Linked DNA regions of Ovis aries: all the other regions are linked to region 1. A link is a contact called in public Hi-C data. All regions are on one chromosome and are shown on one strand. The core of a region is the stretch at or near the end of the contact, and the rest is flanking DNA. Distances in the headings are between cores, read along the strand shown. Region 1 holds the start of ID2 (inhibitor of DNA binding 2). Region 2 has its middle 62 kb from the start of TRNAC-GCA. Region 3 has its middle 140 kb from the start of ID2.

Region 1 (3,193 bases), core at 317-2,816:
AGTTTGAACATTTAACCAAACACTCAAACATTGGGCAAACCCTGGCGTCCAGATGCAGCGCACACACTCGGCCTGGACAGCGCAAATTAAACATTAAAATAGCAGAGACTCAGGGGAAAACTTCCCAACGCAATCTCCTATTTGGATCTCCAACGGCAGTCCTCACAGGCGCCAGTCTGCTTCTTGTAACAATTATTTGATTGAAAACAGCCCTTTAGTTAACAGATAGGGAAGTCGGAATCCCACATCACAGGGTCTGAGACACAGGGTAGCAATGCTCAACTAGCCGATCCCAGGGGGCTGGAGTTTTGGGGAAGGAGGATCCCTATGGAATTTGCGGTGATAAGATTAATTATATGGAGGTTAGTACCTCATAGTACCAGAGCAATAGCAGAAAACAGCCGGGGCATGTTACAGGCGCACAAGAAGCCAGTACGTATTCTCCTTCACCACCTTGGGAGTAAGTTACAGGCATTGATTTTTTCTTTTCTTTTTTTTTTTTAAGAAAACGTTCTGGGATTTTGAGTAACAGGAGCTAGATGGCTCTTCATGTCTAGTACGCGTAAACAATGTACTACGTGCAACACAACGAAGTACACGTTCATTTACCAAACCCCCAAATTTTACAGATACGCAAGTACCCACGCGCGCACACACACACTCCAAGCGCCAGTTCACCAACGGGGGACACAAGCAGACACTCACCATTTATTCAGCCACAGAGCGCTTTGCTGTCATTTGACATTAATTCAGAAGGGAATTCAGAAGCCTGCGAGAGAAAGGGGGGGAAAAGGCGCAAGACGTTAGACAACCTTAAGGAGAAAGAACCTCTTTTAAAAAAAAATAGTTTAATTTTGAACAGCAAGTTCCAAAAACCCACGTTTATGATGAATTCAGACTCAGAGGCATTCACATGTCATAACAATTTCACGCACACGACTCCTTCCACAGCAGATTTGTTTTTGTTTAAATGACTGTAACAGGCACAGTGATAAAGTTATTAGCCCGTCTGTAAGTCAGCGACTAGGGCCCGCCGCCTGACAACGGCTCTACCCGAGCATCGCTGGGGGGAGCGGGTCTTACCTGCAAGGACAGGATGCTGATGTCGGTGTTGAGGGTGGTGAGCGGCGTCCTGGACGCCTGGCTCTGCCCGGGTCGCTGGTGGTGCAGGCTAACGATGGTGGGGTGCGAGTCTAGCGCGATCTGCAAGTCCAAGATGTAGTCGATGACGTGCTGCAGGATTTCCATCTTGCTCACCTTCTTGTTTTGCGGGATGCTGGGGACCAGCTCCTTGAGCTTGGAGTAGCAGTCGTTCATGTTGTACAGCAGGCTCATCGGGTCGTCCACCGGGGTTTTGCTCCGGGAGATGCCCAGGCCGTGGTCCGAAAGGCTGTTTTTCCTAACGGACCTCACTGGACTGAAGGCTTTCATGCTGATAGCGGGGAAGGGAAGCGAAGCGATTGGGAGGAGGGAAGCGGGCTGCCCCGAAGCTCAGGCTGCCGCCGCCGCCGCTGCCGCCGCCTCCTGCGAAGCTCGCTGCGCTCGGCACCGCGCTCGGCTCAGAATGAAGCGGAGAGCCCGGCCCGGCGGCTTTTATACGCGCTCGCCGGGGCCACACGACCCGGCTTCCCCGCGACCCCATTGGTGGAAGGCGGCGCGTCCATCAGGCCGGGCGGGCGCGCCCATTGGCAGGTGCGGGCGCGAGGGGAGAGCTCCGTCCTTCCGCGTTCGCAGCCAATCGCCGTGGGGGTGGGCGGAACGGGCGCCAGCCCAGCTGAGGTGGTAAATAGAGTACTGTGAGCGCCGGGCCCAGGGGGACCTGGGGGTGGGCAGGGACCGGGGGACGGCCGAGCGACGGGAGCAGCGGGGCGCGGACGCGGTGGGGGCGGGGACACCCCGGGACCGTAAGTGGGCACCCCAATTCCAATCCCGATCACTAGGCGGGACCCTCCCCCTAAAGGTGCCCCCCGACGGAGGCTGCTACTCCTCCAAGCTTTCAGCATCACTAAGATCACAGCACCCCCGCGGAGTCTGCACGGCAGAAGGGGAAAGCCACCACGGTTCCCCGCTCCTCCCGGAAAGTCATCAAGACGTTATGGAAAGCATTTCCGAAAAAAGGGAAAACGCAAATAACTTTGCCATCGACAACTGATGTTTGTAGATTGAGATCGGCCTCTTAAGATCAGGAAAAGCTTTATGAAAACAAACCCCAAAACACCCACGCGCGCGCATTTCAACGACAGGTTTAAGTGTGGGATCGTGCAACCTGGAGCAACGCAGAAGGCAGTCTAGTAAACTCTGTGAAGTGAGTACTTACTGGATAACTGTGCTGATCGCTAAGGAGCTCGAGAAGTGCGGGACCCTTCCTGGGTTCCTTCTCTAACACTGGGAAGGGCTATTATAATAAAGCTATTAATCGGAAATCATTAGGAGTATTTGCATATTGAAGCTGTATTTACATACACTACCCTTGAGAGGCTGCTGGTCCGCTCTGCAGTGTCGGTGGCAAAGCAAGGTGACTAGCTATGCACACAACATGATTTCTGGTGTCACATTTCAGTGCCTGCTGTATTTTTAAAGTTTTGTACAGGTAGGTGGCCCTAGCCACGGTCAATATCTTCACACTGTTTTAAAAAAAATCTATAAGGTACCAGGTTGGGAATCTTCTTAGCACCAGTACTGGAGGCAGCTTCAGGTTGTGTCACCCGCCCTCATCTTTTTAAAAATTTTTCTGTCTAGAAATCTTTTAAGAACTACAGTTTGCAGTTCTTTACTCAAATCCTCTTCAGTGAATTCACACATAATTCTAACTTAACGGAAGACTACAGTAAGTTAGTTGTGTGTTTTAAACATTTTTCTAGAATACAATAAACTAGAAAGTCTGAAAAAGCATTCTATTTTTAAGTGTCTTGTTTACTTTATCTCAATCTGCATCTCCTCGGCCTTTAAGAAGGAAAAGGAGGGCAGAACTGGAGAAAAAGTAAAGCTTAATAATGGGGAAACAGTATATTTTTCTTCAGTTAATGATTAATTCCTCAGCTGGTGGACCAGCCGGTCTGGTCCTGGACACCAACTACAGCCATGTGCCTGCACTACAGCTGCTCTCGAGGGAGGAAAAGTTGGTGGCGCTAGGGTGGATATCACCTTCCGAAAATCCAGCCACCTCAGGTGGGAGCATAGAGGTGATGGTTTC
Region 2 (3,193 bases), core at 466-2,965, 230 kb after region 1:
GCTTCCCTGTCCTTCACTATCACCCGAGTTTTCTTAAGCTCATGAGTCAGTGATGCCATTCAGTCATCTCATCCTCTGTCATCCCCTTCTCCTTCTGCTTCAATCTTTCCCAGCATCAAGGTCTTTTCCAATGAGTTGGCTCTTCACATCAAGTGGCCAAAGTACTGGAGCTTCAGCTTCAGCATCAGTCCTTCCAGTGAATATTCAGGGTTGATCTCCTTTAGGATTGACTGGTTGGGTCTCCTTGCAATCCAAGGGACTCTCAAGAGTCTTATCCAGCACCGCAGTTCAAAAGCATCAACTCTCGGGTGCTCCGCCTTCTTTATGGTCCAACTCTCACTTCCTACATGACTACTGGAAAAATGATAGCTTTGACAATATGGACTTTTGTTGGCAAAGTGATGTCTCTGCTTTTTAATATGCTGTCTAGGTTTGTCATAGCTTTTATTCCAAGGAGCAAGTGTCTTTTAATTTCATGCTACACTCACCATCCACAGTGATTTTGGAGCCCCCCAAAAGGAACTCTGCCACTGTTTCCACTATTTGATTCATAGTGACCAATTATTTTGGTGATGCTTGGCTACTTTTAGAAAAACAAACAAAAAAATGTCAAAATGTACTTGATGCCTTTGGACCAGCTTTCAAGTGCAGAGTAGGGAAGTATGTGTTCTGAATTTCTCATGCCCTCAAACTCCTATGTGCTGGGGATAAAAGCCATCATTACAGCCACATTCACAGGGGTCTGGGCCCCTTTGGACAGCCTGCCTGACAGGGGGCTGCGTGGTGCCCTTCCCTCCCCAGGAAAGGGGCTGTGTGGCCACGATGCTCTAATGAAGCTTGTTACTCTAGCCTGCCGTCTGTTGCAGTTTTTATAATGTAATTTCCCCAGATTCTTTGAGGAATGTTTCATCACAAAGGCCTGCTCTGGTGATGCCCAGGGGAGTTATTCTGTCTCTATTTCCCCCTGCGCTTTTTATTGCCCAGCGCTTAATGAACTTTTCTTGGCTGTTTAAACTGTCAGCATTTAAAGTCCATTGGTGAATGTTGGTTGGCTTTGTCTGTGCTAAACGGGACTGTTCAGTGGCAATTATAGTTCTTAATCATCATGAGAAATTCAAGGGAAAGGTGAACCTTCCAAAAGTCTGTCAATACGGCAGCAGGAACTGAATTTGGCAGAAACAGAGAGGCGGTGGAAACGAAGGTCCATTCTGTTCCCCTGAGACAGAATGTGGCATGCATGGTCTATGGAAAGAAAGCCAAAAGTAAAGAAAAAGAGATGCCACACTGATTTCTCCCTTCACTGGTGCTGTTTTTGTGACACAGTTGGCATCTGATCCATTCACTGCTGGGTTAATAAATCATTAATGGAATGCCTGCTGTAGACCAGGCAGTGCCTGGCCTTTACTGCAGAGACTTCTAGATAAGCATGAATAATTGTGGACTTCAGGGAACTCTGAGCTTAGCGGGGTGACCAGCAATAAAAGGAGTCTTAGGGAATAGTCTCTGAAAGGAGAGATAGACCTGAAGGGTCTGGCAGCTGATGGGCTAGTAGGGAGCCTGTTGGACTTGGGTGAGGGGGGGCAGAATGCTCTCTTTTTGGGTGACGTATCTAAGTATCAGAAAGTGTTCCGAAGGGCTGCAGGAAAGTTCTCATGGGGAACCTGTGGAAGAGTCATTCACTCCCTCATTGATTCATCTGTGATAGCCTTTTGAGCAAACTCCAGGAGACAGGGAAGGACAGGGACACAACTTAGTGACTGAACAAGAGTGGAGAGGTTGCTCTGTGCTCAGTGTGGGAAGCTGACATTTACGAAGATGAGAGTAAAAGGCAGGAGAGATCCTAGCAGATCTGAGTGTAGACATCAGCCGTGGAGAGCCTTGGGAGGGCCTAACCAGGAGAGGCTGGCTGGGCCTGTGTGTTGGCTGTCGTGGGGGAGTCACATGTGAGGGGGCAGCCTGGACAGAAGAGAAATGGGAAGTGAATGGGAGTGGGAGGAGGTTCATCCAGCGACGGTATTTTTATTATACACCAGGACTGTTTAGGGTCAGAAAATGAAGGGCAGGTCTAGGACGACTGTCTGAATTCTGTCCTGGGTAACTGCTGGACAGTGAGGCCCCTCACCTGGATCAGAGAGGAAAGAGAAGAGGCTGAGGACAGATGATGACTTCAGTTTTAGATGGGTCTGTCTGAATGGAGAGAATTACAAGTGACATCCACAAGACTGCTGGATTCACAGGGCTGACTGTTAGGAAAGAGAGATGAGCCTCGGATACAGATGGGGGGGATTGTCAGCTTACAAATTAGCAGGTGGTCAGAAGAAAAGCATAACTAATAAGAATTGAACTTTATGAGCACTCACTGTGCTGGGCTTCCCCTGTGGCTCAGCTGGTAAAGGATCCACCTGCAATGCAGGAGACCTGGGTTTGATCCTTGGGTTGGGAAGATGCCCTGGAGAAGGGAAAGGCTATCGACTCTAGTATTCTGGCCTGAGGAATTCCATGGAGTCCATGGGATCACAAAGAATCGGACACGACTAAGGGAATTTTACTCTGTGCTAAGTGTCCTGGGAGGCACCAATCCATTTTATCTGCTATAGAATCCTCTGAGATACTATTTTTTTTTTTATTTTTTAAACTTTTTCTATTGTGTTGGAGTAGGGCTGATGAACAGTGCTATTGTAGTTTGAGGTGGACAGCAAGGGGACTTCACCATACTCTGAGATGCTATTTCTAACCCTCCCCATTTGCAAAGGAGGAATTTGAGGCAGAGAGCAGTTGAGTAGCTTGCTCAAGGTTGCACAGGGTGTGAGGAAGTGGGGGTGGGGTGGGGTGGAGGGGAGCCCTGCAGGCGGCTGAGGAGGAAGTAGCGAGTCCAGACAGGGAGCTGAGCAAACCGGTGGGCAGGGCTGCTCTCTCTTCACCCTGACTCTCCTGGGTTCCTGGTCTGATAACTACCCCAGTAACTGCTGAATGTCGATGCCCTCCTTGTAGGCATATCCCGGTATTAAGAGAGCACAGCTTATGAGCTCAGGCTAAGGTGGGAGGAGAAGGGGACGACGGAGGATGAGATGGTTGGATGGCATCACCGACTTGATGGACATGAGTTTGAGCAAGCTCCGGGAGTTCGTGATGGACAGGGAGGCCTGGCATGCTGCAGTCCACGGGTCGCAAAGAGTCGGACACGACTGAGCGA
Region 3 (3,193 bases), core at 268-2,767, 140 kb after region 1:
TTTCCCCTGATTTGCAGATGCAGTGACATCAAAAGCTACTAATGGCAAAGGAGCCCAGTTCCTCCCTCGCCACGGGGATCACACATCCTGAGTCCCACCAGCACTGTCTGAACCCCGTCTGGGTGCTTGTGGGAGACACAGCCTTTCCCAGGCCTCCCCAGCCCCTCCCGTTCAGCCCCGGGCACCTCCGGCCAGGCCGCCCCATGGGCTTTCCCACCAGTGGCCTCTGGTCAGGGTCAGCTGGCCACAGGGTCTGCTGGCCCACTCTTTCCTCCCTGTCCCTTTCCAAGAGAGAGAGAGCCCTCCCAGGGTCCTCAGAGCTGCCACGTTCCACGGACGGCAGGGCTGGGGGAGGGCCCGCACCGCGGCTGCTGCTGCTCCCGGTCCCCTTGCCGCTCACTTGCCTTACGCCCGTCATCCTGCACCCAGGGCTGCCCTCCTTCCTCCAAGCCAAGTGTGCTGCGGCCGCCACCCCCAGCCCCTCTCCCACTTCCCTCCTCACCCTTCCCGGCCTTTGAGACTGGGAACTGGAGCCCTTCACACCTCACTCCGAACCATCTGCATTTGGGCTGTTTCACCTTTGAGGGCTTCCCCCCAACAGTGGGGAAATTCTCACTTGACATCTGCATGAATAAGAGGCTCCTCTAAGAGGCGGTCTTTCCAGGGGACAGAGCTGGGCGCAGATACAAAAACCGGGTGTTACCAGAAACAGACAGATTCACTGAAAACCAAACTCACCTCCTTTGGGTTAGGTTTTCATGCAGAATAGGATGTTCTCAGTTTTAAGTTAGACTCGGACACGACTTCACTTCACTTCACCGTTTTTGAGTGTGCCATTGGGTGGTATTAAGTTTCTCTTCCGTAACTTTTGGCTTCCCTGGTAGCTTGGAAGGTAAAGCGTCTGCCTACACTGCAGGAGACCCGGGTTTGGTCTTTTAATGCTTCTAATGCTTTGTAAACCCATAGCTGCCTTACAGCGCTGCCTTCTTCTATGAAAGTATGTTAGTTGCTCAGTCCTGTCTGACTCTTTGTGACCCCATGGACTGTAGCCCGCCAGGCTCGTCTGTCCTTGGAATTCTCTGGGCAAGAATACTGGGGTGGGTTGCCATTCCCTTCTCCAGGGGGATCTTCCCTACACAGGCATTGAACCTGGGACTTCTGCATTGCAGGCAGTTTCTTTACTGTCTGAGCCACCAAGGAAGCCCTCCTTCTATGAGGAGGAACAAACCAATAAACTACTTTTTGAGCTGAATGAGTCTGTGCCTCTCCAGAGAGCCGTGTCCCAGGGGTGTCCTGTCCTGGCAGCTATGGACTCAGTCCCCATTGGAGGTGATGTCTGCTCAGGAGTCCTCCACTTATTAACTCTGTGACTTCGGACAAGTGTCTTTGTTTTCACTGTCCACAGGATAGGAACAATGAGACTTCCCCCGGGGGGGAGAGAGAGAGAGTAGAATAAGATAATACTGCCGAGGAAGCGACCAGTGCCCGCTGGCCTTGGGGAAGCCTCCGTCTCGCTGAGACTGCCCTCGGGTGGTCATGGGCAGCTTCAGAGCTTAGCAGGAAGCCCTGAACAGGCCGGATCCTGTTAGAGCAGGTTAAAAAAAAAAATAACTCCAGCAAGGGAGAAACTGGGTGAAAGCGAGCCAGGCCTGCCGCCGATCACTGGACTCCTGCTTCGTAAAGTCGATACGGACTATCCATTTCCCCTTTGTGGCTTCATTTCATAGGAAAGTCCCTGCAGGTGTGATCTGTGACTTACAAAGAAGGTTGGGAGACAGCAGCCCTGGAAAAATAATTCCACCTATAAACACCTGTGTTAACAAGTGCTGTATTTGTACAGCTATTTTCTCTTTCAAATACTGTTTACACACACCTATTCTCTTACCCCGCTCAGGTGTGCATTGCAAGGCATCTGGGGACTTGCTGGCTTGGGGCCAGCCCTCCCCAGTCGAAATGGCTCCCCTCTTCGCTCAGAGCTCGGATCTTCCCGGATCTTCCCGGGGCCTGCTGTGGTGTTAGTGCTCCTGGGGTCCCCCTCTGGGAGTTCAAGCCAGTCAAGTCCAAGACCTCGGTGTGGCAGGAAAGGCCAGCTGGGGGGCCCCTTAGGGGACAGTGACCCCAGCTGGACGAAAGAGGACACCTGCTCTTTTCCTCGCTAGCTCAGGTCACTTTGCATTTTCACACTGAGCGGAAATTTGAACCCCTCCACCACCTGATTTCCACAGCCATCCAGCACTCCCTGGGCTGGGGGGTGGGTAGCTGCCGGAGGAGATGCAACAATGAGACCTTTAGAGGTCTGGCAGGCCGGCGAGGAAATGCGTTCAGTGCGGCCCTTTCTCGTTCGTGGAGGACGCTAGTATTTGTTTAGAATTCCATGTGCCTCCACGGAAGCCCTTAGGACTTGATTCCTGTCTCATCCTGGTGAGTGGTTTCACCTCCAAATGGCACGGGACACTCATTGGGACCTTGTGGACGTCCAAGTTTCAGGCCCCAGGCTCTGAGACCCTGGTTTACTTGAGCTGGAGTGGTCCAGCCCGTTCAAATCCCCAAATCTGTCGAATGGGTGGTGAGTGAAGCCCAGCTTCTGTTAGGATTGCCAGGCATCTCTGCATCATTATTTACTGTGAATATAAGCCTTTCGCTCAGAAGAGCTGTGCATTTACAGAGCAATCGCAAGGGTGCAGAGAGAATCCACCCCCCACACCTGTCCCCTTCTTGTTGGCAGCCGGCAAAGCCGTAGTCGTTTGTCTCAACGAAGTCACCGGCATCCATCCACTCACTATCAGTGAGATTCTATGGGTTGTTGGGGTTTTTTCCCCCAAGTTCTTTTTGTGTACCAGGATCCCCCCCAGGAAACCTCCTTTCATTTAATGGTCACATCTCGGCCTCTTCTGATCTTTGCTACTTTTTCAGACTCTCCTTGTTGTGTATGACCTTGATGGTTTTGAGGGCAGGTTATTTTGTTGAGCCCCGTGCTCTGGTCTTGGCTGATGTTTTTCTCATGCTTAGACTAGGGTATGGGTTTTGGAAGGAAGACCACAAAGGCGAAGTCTGTATCCATCCTGTCCTATGACTCATCACGGCCACGCTGGGCTTGATCACCTGGCTGACGGTGGCAGAGTCTGCCAGGCTCCTCCACGGTCATGTCACCCCTCTGGCTATACTGTGTTCTTCAGAGGCATGTCACAGAGCA

Evidence for each region. Hi-C and Micro-C count contacts between places; a contact is called where the count stands out from the background.
Region 2: a Hi-C map of liver shows a contact between it and region 1, with 4 times the contacts expected there. The contact joins the enhancer-like site here to the promoter of ID2 in region 1. A contact is called at or near these places in 2 of 16 Hi-C or Micro-C datasets (liver and omental adipose tissue).
Region 3: a Hi-C map of retroperitoneal adipose tissue shows a contact between it and region 1, with 2.9 times the contacts expected there. The contact joins the enhancer-like site here to the promoter of ID2 in region 1. A contact is called at or near these places in 8 of 16 Hi-C or Micro-C datasets (blood, hypothalamus, liver and 5 more).

Annotation. Positions count from the first base shown.
Region 1 is chr3:18,200,709-18,203,901 of ARS-UI_Ramb_v3.0, reverse strand. It overlaps ID2 (inhibitor of DNA binding 2), which reads right to left and starts at 1,566. Exons shown (of 3, transcript XM_004005671.4): 1 at 1,084-1,566; 2 at 706-769. The coding sequence starts at 1,431. The coding sequence ends at 713. It overlaps LOC105607483 (a long non-coding RNA gene), which reads left to right and starts at 1,752. Exons shown (of 3, transcript XR_009599745.1): 1 at 1,752-3,193.
Region 2 is chr3:17,974,148-17,977,340 of ARS-UI_Ramb_v3.0, reverse strand. No RefSeq gene overlaps it. Among named protein-coding and RNA genes, the nearest start is that of TRNAC-GCA, 62 kb to the right of the region's middle. Within about 2 kb of position 1,715, at least 13 of the 54 cell types and tissues checked have an H3K27ac peak or open chromatin away from gene starts, as enhancers often do. A contact at or near this core is called in liver, where this site is marked.
Region 3 is chr3:18,063,360-18,066,552 of ARS-UI_Ramb_v3.0, reverse strand. No RefSeq gene overlaps it. Among named protein-coding and RNA genes, the nearest start is that of ID2, 140 kb to the left of the region's middle. Within about 2 kb of position 1,517, at least 11 of the 54 cell types and tissues checked have an H3K27ac peak or open chromatin away from gene starts, as enhancers often do. A contact at or near this core is called in liver, where this site is marked.